2 separate regions of the Gossypium hirsutum genome follow, and region 1 is linked to region 2. The links are chromatin contacts, called in public Hi-C maps. All regions are on one chromosome and are shown on one strand. The core of a region is the stretch at or near the end of the contact, and the rest is flanking DNA. Distances in the headings are between cores, read along the strand shown. Region 1 holds the start of LOC107897153. Region 2 holds the start of LOC107926880 (Golgi apparatus membrane protein-like protein ECHIDNA).

Region 1 (6,106 bases), core at 2,012-4,511, 400 kb before region 2:
AAAATATAGATTTAGGTACAATCTTAAAAATGAAAGCCTGATACATGTATTCCAACCTTGCCCTATTGGCTGTTTTTAATGTATTTTATCAGTGTTCCAGTCATTTGTTTGAAACACAAGTTATTAATTAAACTGTTTAACAAGTGACTCAATCAATTTCATCTTACTTTCGCAACCATCTTTACTATTTACAATTTTGAAGTTGATATAATCACATCAACAAATTAAATTAAAATTAAATATCAAACCAGATAATGAGTCTGGAATAAAGAAACGTGTAAAGATCACAACCTAGAAAGGGAATGAATCTGAGGAATGATATCCCCTTCTTCATATACCAAAAAAAGAAAGAAAGCATACATCCAAAACAAAATTTACCATAAACAAAACCAGTTGATTTGAAACAAAGAAATAAAACTAGTATGATCTAACAAAAGCATGAGGGAACAATCTTGGGAGGATCGAATTTTTTGCTTTTACAATAAGTGCATACATTCCATAGCAGGGGATATGAACCAGGGCCAGGGCAAAGTACCTATACAAATGGAAAGAATTTGGCATTCATCAGATTCTTGTATTAACATGCTTTTTTTTACTCTAAACAGGGACAGAAAACGAATTGAATTGTGTTAGCTCGTCACATTACCATAAAGGAGCCCATGGCGTATTAAGCTCCAGGAAAGGATATGGCCACCTAGGAAAGTTGCAGCATATGTTAGTACTCGAACCCGAAACATGAAGAAACCGGTAAATCTTACCGACGGCTAGAATCGAGAAAGGAACGATACGTACCATGTAAAACCGCAGGCATGAAGAACCCATTGGAAAACAACATACAGACAGCTCCATTGAACGAAATATGCAAGCCGGAACCAAGGAAATGGCTGACACAATAAAATATGAGATTCCATTAGTTCCATAACTTGTCAAGTGTGGAAGCAGTTTGGGGACGGTGCAAAACTTACAAGGCTATTAAGAAGGGTATCTAGGATAAGGAACATAGCATTCAAAGTGTGCATGCAACCCATTAACTGTGAAGGAAGAAATAAACAGGAATTACTTACTAGAATTACAACATTATGTAACCACTATTGCTTAATACATTTCCATAAGAAGAGATGAAATAAATGAAGTTCAATCCCACCGTGTTAAGGCCAAGGTGCGAGTTTGATAAAAACGGGACGATGACGCACCAAAATACGATGTCCGTCAGGATGACAGCTCCGGCACAAGTCTGCAGATGAAGGAAAAGTGAGTAAATTAGCTACCTACAGGGAAGGACAGACCTGATATTATAGGCCTTTAAGACTGACCTGATATATAGTTTGCATAAGATATCCCCAAAATCCTGCCCTTCGCTGAAACTCCTCCTGAGCGTGGTGACTCTGCAACTTGATTTTATCCCTCACATTGTTTTCCTTATAAGTTCCAGAGTTTTCAGTTCTACTCTCTTCCACATCACTTTTCAGAAACTCAGCCCTTGCACCATTTTCAGGCAGAGGAGTATTTAAGCACACCCAACACCCATAAGCAGAAATGACAGTCCCCAGCTACATATGGGGCATATTATATGTTAGTGTTTAAGAAGGTCATATACATGAAAAGAAGATAATAGGAGAAACGGGGTTCAATGTTATTTTAATCTTTACATACCCCAAAATAGACCATAACCAATGCAAATGTCCACCTGCAGATTTGTTGCATCACCAGGTTAGCTAAAGGCTATGGAATTTTAGTATTTTACATTCTCAGAAAAAAAAAAAGAAAAATAGTAAAAACCTTGTTGGTAAAAAATGTACAACTTAAGAATGAAGGAAAACTCTTCAAAGCGTTAATGTAAAAAAATAAGAAGAAGAAGAAGAAGAAGAAGAAGAAGAAGAAGCAAATATGTGACCATTTAGTGTTCTTAGATTAAAGTATGGAAAAGCAAAAACAACAAGGCAAGTTTGGAGATGATCTTACTGAGTGTAGAAATAGAAAGCAAAAGCTCCTCCCTCAGAGGCAATAACCTCACACAGTATCCGAGCCGTGCATATAAAAGCAAAAGCTCTATAACATAGAAGCCAACAGGGATTTAAGTTTCTCCACTGTGGCTTCCAAAAATGATTGAAAAATAACGGGTCTGTTTTAACTTTATTGATGATATATGAAGCTAATACAGATGGGGCAACGATGATTAATGCACACACTGGTACTTGCCACCTGAGCCAGTACCCCAAGCCTTCATCGTTCGAATCCGACATTTCGAACTAAGGAGAGGAAGATTTGGGACGGGTAAATAAGTTGGGAATATGATAAAAATGATCGGGGTTTTCCCAGATCTGTCTCAGGCAAGGAAGATTGTATGCTCTTTTGGTGGTCAAAGACAACAATGATAGGAGGTAGTTGTAAGTTACGGAAGTTGACTTGGTAACCTTAGAATTTTATAGGCCCAGTTTGGTTGTTTCAGATTATCTGGCCCATGAAATTGAACTGTAAGAAACACATATTTATAAACATGGAGCCCGGAGGCATATACTTACTCGGTGTAGTAAACGAAGATCGAAGCATCCCATTCGACTATGTCCCACGACAAGAATCCGGCCAACACTGCAAACGAAACAAAACGAGTCAACACTAGCCATCCAGGGTGCACCCCTTTCCAACAACTGGTCCATAGCTGGTTGGAGCCAACGTGAGCGGTGGGTGTGGCATGTACGAACCCATCGGCATCCTGTTGAGCCGCTAGCAGACTCTCGTATACGCTGTCGTCCTCGCATCTAGATGCAGCTTCTTTTCTCCATAAAACCCATAAAGACCCAAGGAAGGCAGCCGCCACAATGCCGAAACAAACGCAATCGTACCAATAGACTACTAGCGCCATGGTCCAGACCCCAAGCCGAGGGTGTTTTGGACCCGTGGCTGCTGCAAAAGAAAAAATGTTAAAGCTTCGAGGAAGAAGGGTATGTAGTGACTTTCATCGGTGTAAATAAAGATGTGGGAGAGTAGAAAATTTGTTTAGTGATTTAGGCGGAGATTTAGCTGTCGGGTTTTGGTAGGAGAATGGTAGTTTTGACTGTCTGGTTTTAGTCTTGGAAACATGTTTACCACAAAAATGTTTTTAAAATATGATGGACAGTTGTTGAATTTGACAAGGGGGAGTCTGCTTGCTGCAGATTAATATTTTAAGCAAGATTAGGTTGAAAGTTTGGAATAAATTACTTCAGCTGCTAACCTTGTAGCATGAATTAAAATGCCTTTATTTCTAGTCTCTAAGGTTCATTAGTTATGTTCAACATAAACTTAATCAAATGAATATATATATATATATAAAAGTTGATAATCAATTGAGTTGCCTGATTTTCTTTTTGAAAAAAATATTTGATGCATTTTGCAAACGAGTAGGTTTAGATTGAGTTTATTTTTTATTTAAATTTTTTTGTATTTGGATCAATCCGGACTCGGGTTCTTTCGAACTTTAATTTTTTTTGATTCAAACTCATATTAAGTTGGATGGTTTTGATGGGTTCAAATAATTTTAAATTTTATAAATTATAAATATTTTAATTTCGAATGTAGTAATTCATTTTACTACTATGACATTATAATTCAAATTTACTTTATAAAAAACATAAATTAGATATATTTAATAAAATTATTTTGTATAAAATAATTAAAGTGCTTGTAAAATTGATTATTCTATGATATTATATGAATTAATAAAAATATATTTATTGTTCATGATTATATTATATTGACAATTGAGTATTTTTTTTATCTTTCTTATTAAATTTACCTAATACTCATATTCTAAAATATTTATTTCAAAACAAAAATATAGTATAGTAAGCCCAAACCCAAATAATATATTCATTATTGTCAAAACTCAAAAAAAAAAAAATTGTAGCCCAAATCTCAAGTCCAAAATACCCAAATACAATTTGTAAAAGTTAATGTCCAATTCAATATCTAATTTAATAAAAATAATATTTTATTATTATATTAAAATTTTAATAATATTTGATGTATTGCTAGTTGTAATTATAAACATGTATTTTAATATACTAAATTACATATAACTATTGATGTTATATATTTTATTATAATCTATAATATAATAATAGTTATAAATATATATATTAATACTTATAAAATATATTATTTCATTATATAATACTATATCACATACTAGAGTAGTACATAATATATTAGTTATTATCATATATTATTGTTGATTATTATATTGGTTAGAATATGTTCTAAGTCCTTATACTTTTCCTACATTTGAAAGTTAACTCTCTTACTATATTATATATGCTATATCATATCAAATAGTGTGTAATACATTAATAGTTTATATATATGCATAAGTGATTAAACATTATAATATCATGCAATACTATATTTTTTATTATAATCTATATTATAATAATAGTTATATATTATAGTAGTACATTATATATTACTTATTGTTTATTATTATTCTTGTTGAAATATACTCTAAGTCTCTATACTTTTCATACATTTGAAAGTTGGCCCTCCAACTATATTATATAAAGCTATATCATATCATATCATATCATATATTTATAGTTTATATATATGCATCGATGACTAAACATTACAATATCATTTTACCATTTTATGTATTAATACTAATCATATGTATTAATATTTTTAGTAATAGTTATATATATATTATTATTTTATGTATTAGTAATATACAAATTTAATATATCAGGTTAGGTAATCGGTTTCAGTAATAGTTATATTATATATTATTATATTATCATTAAAGTTTAATTTTATAGATTTTAATAATTAATAATTTTATATATTTAATATATATAATTACAATATTAAATTTTTTTATTAAATTAATGTCACTTTATAATTTAATATAAAAAATATTATTAATTACTTTTTCTATTAATAAATTTTTAATATGAGTATGCAATGCTTATCAATACATTTTCAGAAAAAAGAAAGAATTATCATTTATTTTTATTTTAAATAATAACATAAAATTATATTAATTATTAAGGTCAATTATAAAGATGACAATAACAATGGAGGTGGAAACACAATTAAGTTCAAGCTTTTTATGCTTTGAAAAATAAATGCAACTGAAAATATATTGAAGGATTTCAAGTAAAATCAAATACAAAGTTTGTTTAAGTGTTGAATTGTAAAGGAAATGAAAAGGCTATAGTAAAAACTAACTAAACTACTAATTACACCAATTAAATTAAAAAAAAAGTAAATTACCTAAACCTAAAAACGGAGAAGAAACTAACAACTAAGCTAAATAGATGAAAGAAAAGTTGACTCCTCTAGTTAATAGAAAAAAAAGTCTTTAAACAGCTAAGAAATTCAACCTTAACTTTGACAAAATTACCCTTAAAATGTGAGTTGACTGGGGTTTGTGTTGGACAAAATATTACCCTTGCAACAATTTTCACCTTGTCAGGAATGTGTCGCGACATCCAGGCTTTAATGTTGTGACACCCTCGACAATGGCACAAGTGTGGCTCTGGGGGTTTTCGATGTCACAACATCCACTAGCTGGTGTCGCGACATCTCTATTGGTGCCCACGATTTTTCCACTTCAACAACCTTATGATATCGCGACTTGGAAGCTTGGTGTCATGACTTTGGGCTTGATGTCGCGTTGCCACACCCTCATTGTTGCGACTCAATCAACAGTCCGCACCCAGGTTGATTTCTTGTTGAAGTTTTGCATCCTCAAGGTAAAAGACTCGGTGTCACGACTCCATAACATGAATGTCATGACACCCATGTTGAATATTGTTTTCCTCAAGGTCGGGCCCTTATTGTCTCTCTTTACACCAACTCGAACACATCATTAGGTTTTCTATGACACTATTTTACGAATTTGGGTCTAAAAAGGAATAAAACAAAACAATAATGATTATTAATGATAAACACTAAAGACTCATAAATTGCTTGAGAATAAGCTCCTCGAGTGTTATGGAGAGCCTAATTTGACGTATCAAATTACGCCAGCAAACTTCCTCACAGTTAAGTCTTTACTTGTCCTCAAGCAAACACTTACAAGACTAGCACATGCAAAATAGACAACTCTTGAACAATGGAGAGATTTGAC
Region 2 (6,599 bases), core at 1,518-4,017:
ATCGAGTCTTTAATGCCACAACTTAACAGGATTTTTTAGCTAAGCATTGCACACCACCTTCGATGTGACATACGTGTCCCAACAGTCACACCAGCAACTACATTGGAAGCTGTACGAGAAAAATCAAATCTATAGAGTCTATCAAGCATGCGACCCACTAATAGAGTTTTCCCTGTCTGAATATCTTCCACAAAATGAATGAAAGGATGAAACTCAAAGTAAACTCCATTATATCTTGCAAAATGACCTACTGATAGCAAATTCTTACAAACAGTTGGTACATGAAACACATTTCGGAGTTACAAGACCCTAGGACCAACCAGTAGAGTAGAAGACCCTATGTTAGTAATAGATACTGACTCACCATTGCCCATAGACACTCTACTTGTACCTGTATAAGATGACGCATTCATAAGAGTAGTCATGTCAAAAGTAATATAATTAGTTTCTCCTGAGTCAGAATACTAGGCTTGATCCATATTAGTAGAAGAAGAGCATCCAAGACTAACTGGATTTGACTGAGATTGAGTTTGGGAAGATAAAACAGTCAACTCACATCAATGTGACATAGACGAGCAATGAGGAACTTGAGTAGCACACCTTTGTCCATCAAAGTGATGATAGTTGATCAACATCGAAGAACTTTGATCAACACTGGAAAAATTCTCATCAAACCTGTAGTAACAAGTCTAAACCACATGACCAACCTTGCAACACAACTGACATTGAGGTCGAGAACAATACCAACCACAACCATTACCACGATGTCCTTGCTTGAACTCCTGAGTATTAACTCCTGGAGTAATCAATTTGTTTTGTTTGATGCTCCACATGTTTTTGGTGAGATGCCAAATTAGCCTGCATAAGAACCTCAGCAAGTAATGCTAACTGTCTTGATTCACAATCAGGAAGCATTTCAGTCAATAGATTAAGTAACATCAAAGTTATTGACGCAAATACATGAATAGATTCGTAATCCATAGAAACTCATGCCAAAATTATGCTTACTTGCTCTTGATCTGTCACCATAATATCGATTGCAATCAAATTATCACACATACTTGTCACCTTAAACAAGTATTCTTTAACAATCAGATTGCCTTTCTTTAAAGAATATAACGAATGATGCATACTGGAAATCTTAATGCTTGACTTCCCACCAAACCTTCTTTCAATAGTCATCCAAACTTCAAAACTAGTACTAGCCTTTGTGATATACACCAAAACATCATCTGAAGCTAAAAATTTATCCTTCTTCTTATGAACAAGAAATGCTAGATTTTCAACTAATCGACCTTCATTGCCAACTACAAATTGTAAAGGAACATTAATTGTGCCTAAAACATATCCCTTAAGATCATAACCTTCAAGAATCAAAAGAATTTGATGTTCCCACAGAAAAAAAAATTTCACCAAGTTTTATCATGTCATGCTTTGAAAAATATTGAACCTACTACAACAATAAAGAAGAAAGACTTGATTTTTGATTCAAGAACTTGATGAACAAATGAACACACATTGGCTATTTGATGTAGCCATGCTTACATACCATAAATAACAATTTAGTCTAACAACTAGATAACTACCTTAACCAACTATCTTCATATGTTTCATTCACATCAAGATAGTAAATTTATATTATATGTACTTAATCCTATTTGAATTCTTTACTTATATCTAATATTAAAGATAAAATAATAAAATCCTAAAAAATCAAAAAATTATTCTAAAGATAAAATACTAAAAAATCAAAATATTGTTCTAATGAAAAATTAGAAGTATGTTTTTTTACAAATAAATCTTAAAATAAAAGTTTTCAAAATAAATCATTATCTATCAATTTATTTTTATCCAAAACTTTTACGACAACCAAATTGAATTTTTAGGTTTGCTTTTGCACTGATCGAAAATTAAATAATAAACCCAAAATTAGTAGCATCTCATTTAAGAATTTATCAAAATTAAGCACAATAAATATGTTAATTGGGCACATTATTACTTACCATACCAACCTACTCCTAAAAATTGTATAATGTAATTAGGGTGCTCCAATTGCACTTAATTTTGTGAGATCCACTAATTATAATGATTACTCAAACATGTCGTACATGTGTAATTATAAAAAATACACTCAATCTCAAATTATTAGGTGACTTTTAGAATGCTACTTATAAAAATTGGTGAGAAGTATTTGAAGTGCACCAATTACACTAATTGTATCATACAAATATTTACAAATAATAGAACCCAAATTCAATTATAAAACTCAAATCGAAAATTCAATAAAATAAATATGGACCGAAATATCAATATGACAAAATAACATAAATATCGACCAAACTCACAAATACTAAAATTTTTAACTTAACATCTATTATTATTAAACCCCAAGATCTCAACCACAAAATAATTAAGTTATTTGCCGAAAGAAAAATAAGCCCCAAATTATAAGTTAAACTGTTATGATTATGATTCGATTTATACCTGAACTGAACTCTGTATAATTTAATGCAAAGCTGATTAGTAAAAGCCCCATCCCTACGGAATATAGGCAGGCCTGCATTTATCTGGTGTCAAAAAGTTAGACCCAATTTAGAACCAAATTCGCTATCTAAATCGCTACTCGACTCAGTCCAATGAACAACGTGACTGTCTCAAACCCCCATGCCCCCCCACCCCCAAAAAATAAAATAAAAATAAGGTCCATTTTGTTGAAAAATAAACAACGTTTCGTGCGAGAACGAGGGAAATTTTATAGGAGCGAAATGAGCCAAAGCACAGACCCACCCCCCTTCCCTACAAACTTGTTCTATCACAATCTCTGAATTCGTCTTTAATCCATACAAAAGAAAAGGACTATTATAGTTTACATTTGAATATTCATCTCATTCATGGATCTAAGCCAGGTAAAATTCCCCCCTAAACCCAAACTTATAAAGACTTTCATGCCATCTAATTTCTCAGATCATAACATTTTAGATTCGGGTTTCTTGTTATTTACGTATATGTTTTTCATCTATTACATCACAGCCCGAAGAAGAAAACTATGCCAATCCCAAAACATGCTTCTTTCACGTCCTCTTCAAGGTGATTGCTGTGATAATTTTGTGCTGTTTTTGAGAATTGCATGATTTCATTTCCCCCTGGTTGATGTATAGTGTCTTTTCGGACAGGCCTCGGCTTTGGCATTTTACATGCTTTCAACGCTGTTTGCGGATAGTTTTGTTATCATCTTTGTGATCACCGTCGTGCTTGCTGCACTTGATTTTTGGGTGGTCAAGAATGTTAGCGGCCGTATATTGGTAGGGCTTAGGTGGTGGAATGAAATAAATGAGCAAGGTGAGAGCATATGGAGATTTGAGTGCCTTGACCACGAGGTTTGTCCTTTACATTTTGGTTACCCCTATCTCTTCATTTGCAAATTCCATTGTTTGACATTATTTTTTACCCCCTCCCCCCCCCCATGCAGTCCTTAGCTCGTATTAACCAAAAGGATTCTTGGTTATTTTGGTGGACATTGTATCTTAATGTAAGTAATTATTGCGACAATGGATTGGAAGTGACTTGCTGATGAATTTGCAACGCTTTCACTCTAATATGCTTTCAAGTTTTAACATTTAATACTTTCTCTTGTCCTTTTTTTTTTCTATTCAGGCAATTGCTTGGACCATCTTTGGGATATTTTCATTGGTAAGACTTGAAGTTGATTATCTCCTAGTTGTGGGAGTTTGTTTGAGCCTTGCCATTGCCAACATCATCGGATTCACCAAATGTCGTAAAGGTATGAGATTCCGCCGTTTCAGATTTATAGTAATCCTTGTAGAACGATAAATCGTGTAGAAAAACAAGCTAAAGGGTGATAGTTTTAGATCACACACCGTGGCAGTCCATGTCATTAGCTTGGTTTAGGTGGATTTTGAAAGGCTCTTGAAGCCTATCTAGTCAGTTTTTTGTTAATGAAATAACCTACAACATGCCATCCAACCATTTGTGTTATTGTTTGATTTGATCATTACAAACCAAGGAGAGGAGCGCACAGGTGACCCAAGACTCGAACCCAGGTCTATGATGCCAAAGAACAACAACTTTTCCACTCTAACTGTGGCTTCATCGGCCCGTTCAAACTTTAGATCTTATACTACACAGGCTTGGAGCAAACTTGTAAATAGAAATGCAAGCCTAAAACAGAGAAAATGATACTAAGATCACCTTAAACCATGGGTTTGGTTAAAGTTGGATTTTATTGGCTTATTTGTTCATTTGGATTGAAGGTGAGCTGATTTTTTTTTTATACAAAATGGGATCGGAAGGAAGAAGGGTTTTCAAATATAGTTATCGAACCTTAGACTTCATGCTAATTAACTTGAAATCCACACAAATTTACCTTTGAGTGGATTGGTGGGATCTTTAATCCCTTAACCTTAATCTAACCTGAACCTGTGAAGCCAATTCTCAGATACAGTTTATATCATTTCTATTATCTTACAAGATTTTCTTTTTTCCTCTTTATAATAAATTCAGATGCCAAGAACAAGATTCAGGCGTTTGCCTCTAGGACCATTGCTTCTCGTTTTTCATCTACACTACAGTCAGCATTTAGCTTGGTGTAAGTTGTCTGAGCTGCAAACAGATTTTATCAAAATTTTATTGCCCAGCTTTCTTTAACTTCTAGGTACTGAAAAACAATGAATTCATTATGTAATTTTGTTTTTAATCGTAGAATGAAAAAAAGAAAAGAAAAGGAATTAGAAATATGTATTCTCCTAAACTTATTGTAATAAATTTTGTAACGAAAATCAGAATAACAGATACATGTAGTTGAAAGAGAAATTTGATTGACTTGGTGGGGATTATATCTTTTAATCACACCAAACTTCCTCACTACATTGATTGCTAAATTGGGTTTCTTCACATAATTCTATATTCTAAACCAAAACAATTTCTGTCAGCACACCATTTGCAGAAAAAGAATGAAAATTACATCAATGAGTCACAATCTGCAACAGCTACCAAATTGACTTTCCTCTGCTCACCAAACTCTCTTTCTTTTTCTTGAATCTAAAACCTAACAACACAATTAAAAATATGTCCCTTGACTCTTAAAAAATTTTCTAAAAATACCTCTAAATTGTTGACGAGTGAGAATCACCCCTTGACATGTAGTGGAAATTCATAACTAGTTAAAAATAAGAGTGCATGAAAAGTAGTTTGAATTGATGATGGTTAAATATTGAAGGGCAACCAGAATACCACATAATTCAAATGGTATCCTGATTGCGCATGAATCTAAGGTCATGCGTTTAAACATAATAAAATCTTAAAATGGGTTTTATCTTATCAGCGCCATATGCTCTTTTAACTGTTGATGAAATGGTAGTTTAAAACCCCACAAGAAAGAGAAGATCTACTTCTAGTTTTAGACACAAAGGAGGAGGAGAAATAGCATTACATGGTCGGTCACAAATAGTAAAAATTTTGATCCAAGCATTGACTATTTTCATCATCTTCACATGTTGCAACCACAGCAGAACACGTTGAAAATATTGGATCTATGTAATAATAAAACAACACACAACTTGTCCTCGTTTTGAAAAAAAAGAAACTAACCTTTTTATCCTCGTAGAATAGTGTTTGGTCTTCATAGTTCATATTCAAACATTTTGTCCAATTGTGCGTGTACGAGACCAATACATAAGACATGGAAAAGTCAGACAGTCAAAACCCAAATAGAAAATTCACAAATGGGTCGTTGCTATTTCTACTTTTTCATCACACACACATGCCCCTGTTTTCTCTTCTTCATCAAAAAAAAAAATCATTGTTTACTTTTTGGTAGTCAGTCCAAACTCCCCCTATATAAATGAATCCCCTTTGCTCGAATCAACCCAAAGTCACGAATCAAATCCCTCTCTATCCTTTTTGGTTTCTTCATCGGAAAAAAAACAAAGCCCGTTTCTTTTCAGCTCAGAAATGGATGTTTACGAGACTGGTTTCATATCTGAAACCCCACAAAGTGAAGAAGATATGGACGTAAAGAAAGGTCCATGGACTGAAGAAGAAGACTTCACGCTTAAAGCTTATGTTAATATCCATGGCGAAGGTCGCTGGAACTCAGTTGCTCGCTTATCAGGTATAAAACCCAAGAATTTTAAGCCTTCTATGCATCTCTTCTGCACATGATTTCTTTTTTGTGATACTGAAAACGAAACGAAATGAATTGGTCCAGGATTGAAAAGAACCGGCAAAAGCTGTAGATTAAGATGGCTGAACTATTTGAGACCGGAAGTGAGACGTGGGAACATTAGTCTCCAAGAACAGCTATTGATTCTTCAACTCCATTCTCGATGGGGCAACAGGTTTGTGTTTTTTACTTAAAAACCTCAATTTTGCTTTCATCATTCCTTAAATTTTCATATATGAATGGGTTTTTTGTGCTAACTTGGATCTGGTTTTGATCATGAAGATGGTCTAAAATTGCACAACATTTGCCTGGAAGGACAGACAATGAGATAAAGAACTATTGGAGAACCAGAGTCCAAAAACAGGCGAAACAGCTTAAATGCGACGTTAACAGCAAGCAATTCAGGGACGCCATGCGG

The links. A called contact is a pair of places that touch in the nucleus more often than the background predicts.
Region 1: a contact with region 2 is called in a Hi-C map of leaf, with 2.7 times the contacts expected there. The contact joins the promoter of LOC107897153 here to the promoter of LOC107926880 in region 2. A contact is called at or near these places in 6 of 34 Hi-C or Micro-C datasets (anther, leaf and petal).

The regions. Positions count from the first base shown.
Region 1 is chrA08:95,685,827-95,691,932 of Gossypium_hirsutum_v2.1, reverse strand. It overlaps LOC107897153, which reads right to left and starts at 3,261. Exons shown (of 8, transcript XM_016822503.2): 1 at 2,523-3,261; 2 at 1,654-1,687; 3 at 1,314-1,550; 4 at 1,145-1,234; 5 at 966-1,031; 6 at 793-884; 7 at 647-694; 8 at 203-535. The coding sequence starts at 2,863. The coding sequence ends at 418.
Region 2 is chrA08:95,283,970-95,290,568 of Gossypium_hirsutum_v2.1, reverse strand. LOC107926880 (Golgi apparatus membrane protein-like protein ECHIDNA) reads left to right here and starts at 2,767. Exons shown (of 5, transcript XM_041074582.1): 1 at 2,767-2,906; 2 at 3,031-3,087; 3 at 3,174-3,377; 4 at 3,655-3,781; 5 at 4,522-4,830. The coding sequence starts at 2,892. The coding sequence ends at 4,610. LOC107926862 (transcription factor MYB78) reads left to right here and starts at 5,837. Exons shown (of 3, transcript XM_016857801.2): 1 at 5,837-6,130; 2 at 6,227-6,356; 3 at 6,464-6,599. The coding sequence starts at 5,971.